Regions from separate parts of the Zea mays genome. Here region 1 is linked to region 2. A link is a contact called in public Hi-C data. All regions are on one chromosome and are shown on one strand. Each heading gives the region's core, a stretch centred on a gene start, on an enhancer-like site or on the middle of the called end of the contact. The rest is flanking DNA. Distances are from core to core; before and after follow the strand shown. Region 1 holds the start of LOC100191889. Region 2 holds the start of LOC100383526 (Protein HESO1).

Region 1 (6,408 bases), core at 1,767-4,266, 200 kb before region 2:
GACCCTGAACCAAACAAACTTATTTGAAGGATCGTTCCGTCCTGTTATTGCAACCAGGATATGTTTGGTTGCGGGACAGGACAGAGACGTTCTCTGGCGTCATCTCTCGTACCTCCAATTTTGAAGGACAATTGAGGCAACATTATGATAGTCATGTCCCAACCCTTGACTCTGAACCAAATAACCTTATTTGATGGATCGTTCCATCCCGCCCCGTGTTGTCATTGCAACCAAACCCACCCTAATTTACCTGTTTTGTGTTGTGGATCCAAGACAAAAGTTTGATGTGCGTTAGAGTTAAAAGAGCATACATACAATGTACATTAGTACCACAAGAAACATGACCTAGATGCGCCTCTTTTGCGGTAACCCGCCTTTAGATGTGTGGTGTGTGTAATTAACGGACTAATCGGCTTTAATAATTTTAGCATGCACTAAAGGCTTGTTTGGTTAGAAGAGGATTAAAAGGGGTTAAGAGAGAAATGGCTTAATTTCCCCACCGATTCTCAGTTCCCTTCAATTTCCTTCTAACCAAAAAAGGGGTGTCGTTAGTTGGGCGGCCGGATACCTAGCCTGGTCCAACTTAGGGTTTGTTCGGTTAGCTCTCAATCTATATGAATTATGTGGGATTGAGTAGGTTTAAATCACAAGTAAGTTAAAATTCTTCTAAATTTTTTTCAATCACATTCAATTCATGTATAATAGAAATAACCGAACAAGACCTAACTTTGTTCAATTATTCTGTTCGTTGTTGATACAGATTTTGAGGCTAGGATTACTTTGTCAATTGTTGGGAGGCAGCAGAAAGGAAAAAAGCAACAGCGGGTTACATACTCTACTCAGACGGGACGAATTTCAAAGAATCAATCGTAGTATATATATTACACAATCCTCGTGACGCTGTGTTGTACACCGGACTCTGTCACTGGCGTGAGACCGACGGGAGAGTGGGAAGCGAGGCCCCCACGTGTCGGCGTCACGCCGCTGACAGCCACCCCAACGCGCATACCAACCATCGATTTCGTTTCAAGTATTGCTGCTGCTGCTGTGTCTCCTTCCTTCCTAACCCGTTCAACGCATCACCACCCCGTTCTAACTTCTAATTCTTCTACTACCGGCTCAAAAAATCAACTCTTCAAATCAAATATTTGACAAACGCAGGAGAGAAGAGGAAGAAACGGCCACCCGCCACGACCGATCTGATCGAGCGAGGGGAAAGAATGCGTTGAATGGTTCAACCGAGACGGACGGAGCCTCGCCGGCGCTCCTCGTACCAACAGATGCAGCTCAGCGCGACGAGCACCTCGACGATGGCCGCCTCGGCCTTGTCCTTGTCCGCCCACCGCAGCGTCTGCAGCGCGTACACGCGCGGGGCGCCGTCGAACCGGCGCGTCCGGTCCATGTTCCGCTCCGCCTGCCACTGCACCGTGTCGCGCGCCATCGGACCCAGCCACGCCATGATGCGGTCCACCGCGTCCTTCCACCCGCGCGCCAGGCCCTCGTCCAGCGGGCCCGGGTCGCGCCACCACTCCCGCAGCTTCGACCGGACCGCCGCGCGGAGCTTCGCCGGGAGCATCTCGTACATCTCGGCGCGCTCCGCGGAGGCCTCCTCCTGGCGGCCCTCGGCCTCCATGCGCAGCAGCTCCTCCGCGGACGCGATCACGTTCGCGTACTGCTGGTCCAGCCCCGCGCCGCCGACGGTGCTGGGCGGCGCGTCCAGGACCTTGCGCCAGTTGGTGGGGGGTTTCTGGCCCGGCGGGTGCCGCCCGATGATCGGGCACGAGTTGCTCATCGGCGGGTGCACGCGGGACGGGCCGTCCCGACGCGTGATCGGCCCGGACGACGCCTTCGCCTTCGCCGACCGCGGGTGCAGCAGCTTCGACAGCCGGGTCTGGACGCTGTCCGTGCTGGCCGACGGCAGCGGCGGCGGGAGGCCAGCGACGAATGGGCCGAAGATGGAGCAGATGCGGACGAACAGCGCGCAGGCGGCGCGCGCCATGAGGCCTACGGCCTTCTTGTAGCTCTGGTTCCACAGGGACTCGTCCTTGAGGCGCTTCACTTTGAGCTGCTGCGTCTTGAGCTCTTGCCGGAGCGACTCCGCGCCAGGTGAATCCCCGGTCAATTGTTGCTGCTGCTGCTGGGCCGCCGCCTGTGGCTGCTGCGGGATCGGGCCGCTGAGTCGACTCCAGCCCCGGACGTTCAACTTCCGGTCGGCGGATTCCAGCTCGTCGAGCGTCTCCATCTCGGAGCAGAGCTTGGCGGTGGCGGCGACGAGGCGCTCCATCTTCTTGGCCTTCACCCTGAGCCCCTTGGCCAGGAGCGGGTCCAGGCGCGCGTCGGGGGTGCCGGCCTTGAGGCAGGCGTACACGCCGCCGAAGTCGAGGCCGCACCGCAGGCCGAGGCGCGCGACGGCGGCGGCGGCGGTGTCCAGCGACACGACCAGCTCGGCGCAGGCCAGCTTGAGGAGGAACGCCTGGTCGGTGGAGTTGAGGTACGCTACGCCCGGCGAGCGCATGGCGTCGGACCGCAGCCGGGAGACCTCCGGGTCCGACAATGAACGGTGCAGCGACAGCAGCTTGGACATGGCCGCCGCCGCCTCGAACGCCAGGATCCCCAGCGACGCCTGCGGCCCCGCCGGCAGCCGCAGGTCGACGGGCAGCCACGGCTTCTGCATAAGCACAACCATGGGTGAACTATGATGAATCCCCCTCTCTCTCAGCTCAATTTCTCGCTCCGCCCTGCCTGATCGAAGCTCCGCCGGCTCTCCTCAATGGCTTGTTATACCACCGGACATGAAGAAGAGATTCCGCTGGGCAGCTAGGTAGAGGGAGCTCCAGCGCTGTCGGCCGAGGCCTCGCTGGTGCTGTTCGCTGGTACCCCACGATCCTCCACGCGGTTTTGAGCCCCGTACAGGTCTGGTTGGGTTGGTAATTCGGTACGGGTGACGGAGCCTCTTTATATATCGGCGCTCGTGGTGCTGTGCTGTTCTGGCTTCTAGCTCTTTTGCGATGGGGGCAGAGAGGAGAGAAAGGCGACCGCGAACTTATTGCTGCTGCCCCTGCAGGGAGTAGATATAAACAGACGGGGAAGGAGGCAGGGGTAGCGATGGCGACGACGATGGTGCGTGTAACTAGCCAAGCACGAGGAAGAAGACACGGTCGCCCCGTGGGAATGCCTGGTCCGAATGGTAGGCGCGCGCTTACCAGATGACGCAGCGTTGGTTGGGGCCGGGGCGTTTGATTGGGGAGCGCCGGCTTTGTCTTGTTTATTCCCGGGAGGGATCGGTCGGGTGTGGGGTTCGCGAGCCCGTGTTATTTTAACACTGTCCGAGGTTACGTAGAAAGTAGAGTTGCTTAACCCATTGGATTTGAGCGTTTCTACCACTACAACAATGCTCTGTGTGCGACCGAAACTTGATTCTGAGACCAAAAAAAAAGACGGATTTGGGTCCTGTTTTATTGAAATGTAAATGCTGCAACACCAACACACATTAGACATGGTTGCGGTCTGCAAGAACGGCGGGAATCCGGAGGTTTTACCATGCGTTCTCGTTCAAACCCGAATGCGCGTGGACGTCACTTGCTTCGCGAGTGGATCCATAGCTAGCTAGGGCATGGATGCGTTCACATACGTTAACGTTATCGCCATGCCTTCTGGTCTCTGCGTAAATCCCTCGAAGCTAGAGCACATGGCCACAGCGAGATTTCGGTTGAATATTTGCATATGCACGAAGGCACCAAAAACGAGCTTTCGGTTGAATATTTTGCATATGCAAATAGACACATCTACTCCTAGTTTAGTTAATTAGTTCTAATAATTAATGACATTACAAGATTATTATGACTAATGTATATTTTACGGAAGAATGGGAAGATATGATTGAGAACACAAGGTTGACTTGTCCGTTATAGTTTGGAATTTTGGATTGATGATGAGTGATCCTTACCTGAAAGGGGAAAGCAGGGAGTGAGTCACGCAAGCATGGTGTTGACGGTAATTACTACGATGGGTTTACAGTTCGTGGAAAAAGGCATATGCTTCCTTTTGCTGAATCCGTAGCGGGTTTTTCCATAGTAGTGGAACTTTGGATAGTCCTTGTAGTGGGACTCTGCCTCGTCTCCTCAGTAGAGATCAATGGGAAGTCGCGATCCCTATGAAAAATAGGTAACACGACTTGTGGTTAAAGATGTGCAGCCTCTGTAGAGTGTAAAACTGGTATATCAGTCGTGCCCACGGTCAAGAGCGGCTCAGACACTCATATGATTAAATGATGGAATTAAATTTAACCTATCATGCATGACATGGTGGGATTACCATTTATGATCTATTATTTAATTGGATTGGCATTACTTATACTTAGTAATTGCTAATAAAATTTTGACCAACAAAGTTAAAAGCTATGCTCAGCCTCGACCGTTTTTCTTGGAAGCCTCACTTGAGCCCCAACCATAAATGAGCTCATACACACTTTCCCCCACTCTTGCTGAGTGATGACCGTATGGGAGCTCACACTTGCTATAATCACGCCAAGTCAAGAGTAGGTACCGCCAAGAGGAGGAACACCGTGAAGATGAGTTCAGAGAAGTCTAGGTCGTCATTTCCCAGTCAACTATGGTTGTGGAGGATCATTGTCATCATATGATGTATTTTGTTTACCTATTTTTGTACAAAAGTTATATTAAATAATAAATATGTGGCGTTACTTTATATACACTGAATCGTCATATGTTCCGCCAAGAGGAGGAGCACCTATTTTTGTACCAAGTGGCTTGAAGTGCTTCCTCGGGAATGATGAGCTACAAGGTCGTCGCGCGCTTCCGACGGGTCCTTAGCGAGCATTATATTGTAGCTCCATTTGAAGCTGAGCGTGTACTGTGTCGTCAGAGCTAGGCCAGTTGGGAACGAGATAGAGATAGTCGGTGGCCTTTCGATGCAAAGCATGGACGACAAATCCGTATTGGATGGCGGTTGTTCGAGGCATTTGGTTCGTTAGCTCTATTGGAACTTGCTCTCGTGGACAAGTTGATCCAACGGTAAAGTGGAAAGAGTGTTTGCAAAATTTGACGTGGGGCGATAATAGCTTTGTTAATCTGGCCACGAGAGGACACTGTACAGGGGTATTTATAGGCACCCGAGTGCCCACCGTCCCCTGGCAAGGACGTTTATGCCCTCGGGTACCCGGACTATCCTCAGAATATTCCCACAAGGGGAGGTTACAGACCGTCATTACAGAAAAGGCTATTACAGATGTGGCCCATAACACGCTTATCCGTGCGGGGCCCGTAACAGTGGGCCGAATCCTACATGGGCCTCCGGACGCGACGAGGACGTGGGATTGGCGGACTTCGACGGAGCCTTGCCATCGTCTTGCGTTGGAGAGGACGAAGGCTGACCACGAAGGTCTTCGTCCAGTGGGGCACCCTCGGCTCGTAAGGGCGCGGTCTTCGATGGTGTAGCGAATCGACGAAGGCATGGAGCGAAGGGTAGCATCTTCGCCTTCGCCCCAACATTTGCCCTCCGAGGGACCAGTTCGATTAAGTCATTTGGTGTCGAAGACGTCGCTAGATGGTGGAGACGCTGCCCTCGCTCAAAGTGGTCCCGCAGGATTTTTTGAGGTGACCATTGATGGACGTGGCACTGTTGGACTGCGTGGTTCCCGACGTGTCGTGCCCTTTCTATAAAAGGCGGTGCGGCCGAGACTGTTTCTTTCCCGTGCGTGCGCTGGAAAACCCTAACTTTTTCAAACCACTCGCCCGCTCGCCTGCCCTCCTTGTTCTTCTGCTTTGGAGATCTGGCCCGCGTCAAGCAAACCGTGCGCCGCCGTCGACGGTACGTAGTAATGTCTTCTTCCTCGTCTGCTGCGAGCGCATCATCGACCGATCTGTGGTCCGAGGATACCCATAGCGATTTGGTGGTGATGGAATTGCAGCCGGATCACACAGTGGAGTTCGGCACCTCGAGGATTTCCTCGGTTAGCGTGCAGGAGATGCAGCAGCTGGGGTACTTTGGTGATGGTGTTGGGCGCGTCCCGGGTGCTGAGGAGATTCCTGAGCCTGAGGGCGAGTTGGTTGTGTTCGAGGCATTCTTTATTGCCGGCCTTCGCCTACCGGCGCATCGTTTCGTGGCGGAGGTCCTGCGGAGGTTCGACGTCTAGGTCCACCAGCTGACACCAAACGCCGTGGTTGCCTTGGCAAAGTATGTCTGGGCGGTGACTTCGTACGGCGATCAGCCTTCTGTGGAGGTCTTCGCCAAAAACTATTGTCTGCACTGGCAAAAGAGGAAAATTGGAGATGAGATTGCATAATTCGGATCGTGCACCTTCACACCGAGAACCGGAAAGACCTCGGCGGAAGTCATGGAAATAGTCCCCTGCGCTCGGAATAAGTGGGGCAACTGGTGGGACTATTG
Region 2 (5,864 bases), core at 2,019-4,518:
CCTCATTTGTGCCCCTTAATTGTTCTGCAGCAGCCCTAATATGGTCAACCTGAAGCCTCTCTTTCTCTAGTTCATATGACAGATTGAATCTTTCCTCCTTTTTCTTTTCTTTCTCTCCATCAACCTCCTTCTTTTCCCAAAAATGCCTTGAAGCCTCCATGTAAGAATCTCCACCTCTCCGCAATGCTTCTTTAGATTTTCTATTCCATTTGGTTTCTTAGAAGCTTCAACCTCTACTGAAGTATTCGCAACTACAGTACAACTAGTAGTTTCATCAAAAACATGAATGGTTGAACCAGGACTTGATTAAAATGTAGCCTTTTGTTTTTTATTTCATAATTTTTTCATATCATCCAATTGCTTGCGCTTCTCATTCCTCTTCGGTTGATTAGGCAATAAGTTCCAGCAATGCATAAATTGGAATGATTTGTTGTCTTTGTCTCTAACCTTAAACAAAGTCACGCTTGAACAATCTATACATGTGACACAAGATTAACTTGGTCATTGCTACTTTAAACAACTCTAAGAATCAAATAAGTGATATGAAAATTAAGAAGTATTACCTTGTTTTGCAAGGTAACACCACTTTGCCTTCTGCCTCCAATATCAGATATGCAGCCACAAAACTTGTTTACATTCTCCAGAATAGATCCCCATCGATGTGATATTGAGCTCTGATCCGAGCTGATTCAAAGGTCTTATTGGTATGAAAGTAATTATACAATTGGTATGAAAGTAATTATACAATGTGGTGATGGTTGTTGCTCAGTACAATTATTGATGTCTTCCAACAAAAAGTCATTATTTTCGTCACTCAACAATGAGCTATAATATCCTGGTTCCATTGAAAAGAACTTCTATGAAATAATTCAACATGGAAACATCCCTCGCGATTTAGCCACACACGGCGGTACGACAAGTACATGGAAGATGCAGTCAAGAACTCTAGTTGGCACGGAAGAACTTGATTCACATATCTCAACACCTTCGTTCGCCGCGGATTGATTTCTCGTCGGCGACCTCGTTCCCTTCGTTAGAGACACGACGCTTCTAGTATTCATGGATGTCGCAGTAGAGAAGCGTGTAGCGGCACCCGATGGAAGCCTTTGGTCGCTTGTTCACCACCACACCACGCACGCCAAACCGTCCCGATGGAGGCGCGAAGGCAGGAGGATGGCGTGGGAAAAAGCAAATTTTGGTGATTGGGAGCGAAGACGCCATCTCAAATATTCGCAACACGAAGCTCAGTTCTAGCGTGTGAACGTGTGACCCGATTGGGAGATGGCATAGGGATCAGTTGGAGCTTTATTTTTCCTTTTTCCTTATAATATAGTTTAGGGATTGAATATTGGAAACCGTTGGAGTTGCTCTTATGGAACCTATCATTCAAAATTCAAACTGTAGCGCACTGATTCAATATAATACTTCCTCAACATATTATTTTAAGTTACATTCCAACTTTGATATCAATATATATGCATAATGTAATATCTTAAATAAATAATTTATATATTATGAAAGTATTTTTTATAACAAATATAGTGGTGGTAATCCTCACAAAAGTTATATATATAGATGGACAAAATTAAAAGGGGTCCCAACACTAAATTTATTATAAAAATCATAAAATGGATAACATATATTTTTTTTACCAAAATAAGTAAATTAGTGTCATCTTGGAGCAAGAGAAATTTGCACATATAGGCATACTTGTTTGGTAGAGCTTCAATAATAATTCTAATAAATCTATGGAAGTCTTGGAGGTGAGTATCTTTGGCTCTATGAATAAATTTGGTGAACACATCTATGTCTCTTCCCTTATATTCTAAAGAAGTCTCAAGGACAATTATTTTAGCATGCAAACTGCGGATCTGACATGGAACATACTCAAACTCATATATCCAATCATTGACTTCTCACATAGACCAAGGCTCTTAAAAGTTAAGGACATGAATATTCACTTTGAGACTCATTGGGCAAAAGTGGGAATCTTGATAAGTTTAAAACCTAGGACTAGAGTGCACTTATCCCAACAACAAAGCTATTATACTATATTCATGCGACTACATATAAGATTTGTCTGTTGTCCAATTTTGTTGTTGGAGCACTAACATATGTGTTATAATATTATCACTAATCCTATTATACTCAATCATGTTATGTGACAATATACTTATTCAAATTCATGTGAAAGTTGTGTGATCTTCTCCCCTTTAACATGTTAAGGTCTAGTTTGAGGGCATTAAGGAATGGACGACCAAGAGTTGTCTTCATTGATTATAGAGTATGCCAGTGTGGTTCGAGGATGAGAAGACTAGTGTGATGGCTAAAATGCGTGGAAGGAGGTTGAGGGGGATGCTTTTGATACACCATTCATGCTTACTAAGGTTTAGCCCAACATCAATTAATAGGTTTTATTTTGAAAACAATCATCTTTATGCTAGTCACTAATGAGCATATTGAACTATCCATGTTCCTGGAAATTCTTACAGCCTAGACACACCGACATAATTATTAAAGACATGCTCTACTGCTTAGCCAATAGCACGTCGTGCGAGTTTCTGAAAGAGGGAAATGTTATGCCAAAAATGAGAATAAATCATCTATTTTCTTTTGAAATCCCAATATCACCACATGGAAGGACACATGATGTGAAATTGAAGACGATATTAGAATTTAGTTTATATCACTTCAGCTCTACTATGTTCAGCCATAGATGAAGGAGAAACATATGAATAGCAGGTTTATCTTTGTAGTAGATGACTCTCGCTCTTTATCGGCTAGGCCAAAAGAACTTCATCCGTTTGGTGTCGGTGCCGCATGGGGACACACCGGAGAGACATATGTCCAATAATTTCTATAAAATATAATAGATAATTAATGAATTTGCAAGCTGTTAAAAATAAGTAGCATGTTTATTAATTTTTCTTCCACCGTTTTAAATATCTCCTAAGCTATTTTTAAATTACTCAGTCAAATCACCCTACTTAAGATAAATAGTTGTTGAGGAAAGTTTTTTTAATTAACCAAAAAGTCAAGATTAAAGTGGGTTTTGAAAATTCTTGAAGATGCTATAATAACGAATATAATAATGGAAGTAGTTAGAAGCAAAAGAGCCGTACCCGCCTAGTTCATGTGCTCATGCACCCGCACATCATTATAAATACCAGTTTTGCTGTTTACCCGTTCCAACTTCGCCTGGCCCGAGAGGCCGAGATCAATACTAGACCTCGACTCGAGTCTCGAGTCACGTTTCCGCCGTTATCTGCATCAACGGGGTCAGGCGACTGAACAGTACAGGCCCTTGGCCGCCGCCGCCGCCGCCGCCGTACTCCAGGTGCCCAGGTCTTCGTCCGACCCTTTGCCAGCGACGAGCACCCACCACACCAGGTATGCCCGCCCGCACCCCTCTCTTGCCTTCCTCCTGTGTAAAACGGATCACCCAAACCCTAATTTTGAGCTATTTGGCTTTCTGCATTCGGGTCTGATCTAATAAGTGTAACTGTATGCATGTATTATCTCTACAAACTTTGTTTTGTGGCAAAAATTATCGGCTATATTGGTGGGTCCGCCCTGCGAGGACATATGGAACCATCCGTATTCAGTGACGCAATGCTTCTTTAGACATTTAGGGCCTGTTCGGTTCCAGTGGATTGAGCACCCGGAATAATTCTTAGCTGGATTGTTTGTCTAATTTATATAAGAGTCGATGAGCTGGAATGATTCTTGGCCAAATCCGGCACAAACGAACGCACCCTTAGTTTTCACGCACTGCAATTTGGTTTTTGTCTCCCAAGCCCCAATACCCTTCTCTTCAGCAGTGTCCATGCAACATCAATTTCCGCTCCTTATTCTTATTTGAATGAATGCTACTTGATGGATGCAGGATTTCATCATGGTTGATTCTGTTCATGACAATATTGTGCTGAACAAGTGTATCAAGGACATCCTTGCACTAATCAAACCAGTAGAGGATGATAGAAGCAAGCGGTTATCCACAATTCAGGAGCTGGAAAATTGTATCCATTCTCTTGCATCTCTGTCAGGTAACTTTTATCTGATTCTGATTCAATTGAGACCTTCTTAACTGTATTTCAATTTCCACCTGTGACCCCTGATGTTAGTTAAGGTGCAATTATGTCACTTTTGACACTTAAGCATGATCATACATTGGCTGTGGTACTGAAGATGTTTTTCCCTGCATGTGACCATTGTATTGTGGATTTTGTGGTAGATTACTGAAAGGAATAGTTATTTATAGTAGAATATACACGTGGAAGTTAAATCTCAATCTCCGTTGTGTTCATGAAGAGATTAAATTCGACCTGAACTGTTTGAACAATATAATATGGAAATGTGACTACATGAGGATTGGTAAGCTTGTGAAATTCATATTTCTGAAAGGGTAGGTTTATTTGCACGAAATGTGACAAACAATGATAACCTCACTGCTGGAGCCTCTGTTGTCAATGGCATTATACGAGTTGCCTATGGCAGTACGCAACAGTTCGTTTCATGCTATAGTGCAATACCATCCTTATCCTTACCCAGTACTGGGCTAGATGGTGAAATTAAAAGTGTCTGTATTACTAGAATGGAGCTGCAAACATTAATAAGCTGAGAAGCTTCTTTCCCCCCGCTTTGTACTATTCTTAACAAATGCATCGGTATTTGGGGTATCTTGATGACACAGGAAAAGTTAATACATTTAATAATTATAATATTTTTATGTCTCTCTTTAATGGATTTTAAACTTTTCCTTTAACAGGTGCTGCTGTCAAACCGTTTGGGTCTTTTGTATCAGATCTTTACTCAAAATCAGGTGACTTAGATTTGTCAGTTCAGTTTGGGAATGGTTCAAACCACCCAATAAACAAGAAAAAGAAGCAGAATGCCTTGAGAGATGTTAGGAAAGCTTTACTAAGTCGAGGTAATCTTTGTTATAGTGCTCTCAAGATAGATAAATATCCATATCATACTGCACACTCAGCATTCATGAAATAACTTTAAGCATCATGATATACTTGTGTTATCCTGGACTTTGTGGCTAAAGAGTGATATTTTTGTTCCATGGTTGCTTGATTCACTATGATAGGAACCACCATTGACATATCTCCATAACTATTACAAAACTTTCTCATTTACACTTGGTTTTCTTCCTTTTATTTATTCAGGTGTTACTGGATACATGCAGATGCAGTTCATCCCACATGCAAGAGTTCCAGTCCTTCAATATGTGAGCAAGCAATTTGGCATCTCCTGTGATATATCAATTGGCAACTTTGCTGGTCGAATTAAGTCCAAAATCTTCTACTGGGTCAATACTGTAGATGAGCGGTTTGGTGATATGGTTTTGCTGGTATGTTCTAGTTAGCTAAGAGTTTTTGCTGCCACAATTTTTGTTGGGTAACCTGAATGCTCATCATCATCTTTCCTTCCAGATCAAGGAATGGGCAAAAGCACAAAACATTAACGATCCAAAGAGCGGGACCCTCAACTCTTATTCGCTTTGCCTACTTGTCCTCTATCATTTTCAGGTGTTGTTTCTTATACCTAAGTATCTCTCTATGTGTTCCTACTTATTTATGGTTTCACTAATGCTACGTTTGGACGTCGATATTGGAGAGGATGGAATTGAATTGGGTTGAATACCAAATCATACATGGTATTGAAATGAGATGTAATTCCAATTCTATTGTTTGGATGTCACTGAATTGGAGTTTGGAATTGTGCGGTCTAATTCCACGCAATACCGTGGGGCGAGGCTTTGTATTGGGAGAGGGGGTTTCTAGTCATAGTCCAATTCCAGGGAATTGGGCCTCTAATTCCAAATCTCAATTCCACGTGCAACCAAACAACATAAT

The links. Hi-C and Micro-C count contacts between places; a contact is called where the count stands out from the background.
Region 1: a contact with region 2 is called in a Hi-C map of ear, with 4 times the contacts expected there. The contact joins the promoter of LOC100191889 here to the promoter of LOC100383526 in region 2. A contact is called at or near these places in 5 of 25 Hi-C or Micro-C datasets (bundle sheath, ear, leaf and 1 more).

Annotation. Positions count from the first base shown.
Region 1 is chr3:185,244,787-185,251,194 of Zm-B73-REFERENCE-NAM-5.0, reverse strand. It overlaps LOC100191889, which reads right to left and starts at 3,016. Exons shown (of 1, transcript NM_001371770.1): 1 at 857-3,016. The coding sequence starts at 2,686. The coding sequence ends at 1,235.
Region 2 is chr3:185,050,358-185,056,221 of Zm-B73-REFERENCE-NAM-5.0, reverse strand. It overlaps LOC100383526 (Protein HESO1), which reads left to right and starts at 3,268. Exons shown (of 9, transcript NM_001176174.1): 1 at 3,268-3,390; 2 at 3,887-4,046; 3 at 4,769-4,930; 4 at 5,175-5,359; 5 at 5,442-5,537. The coding sequence starts at 3,896.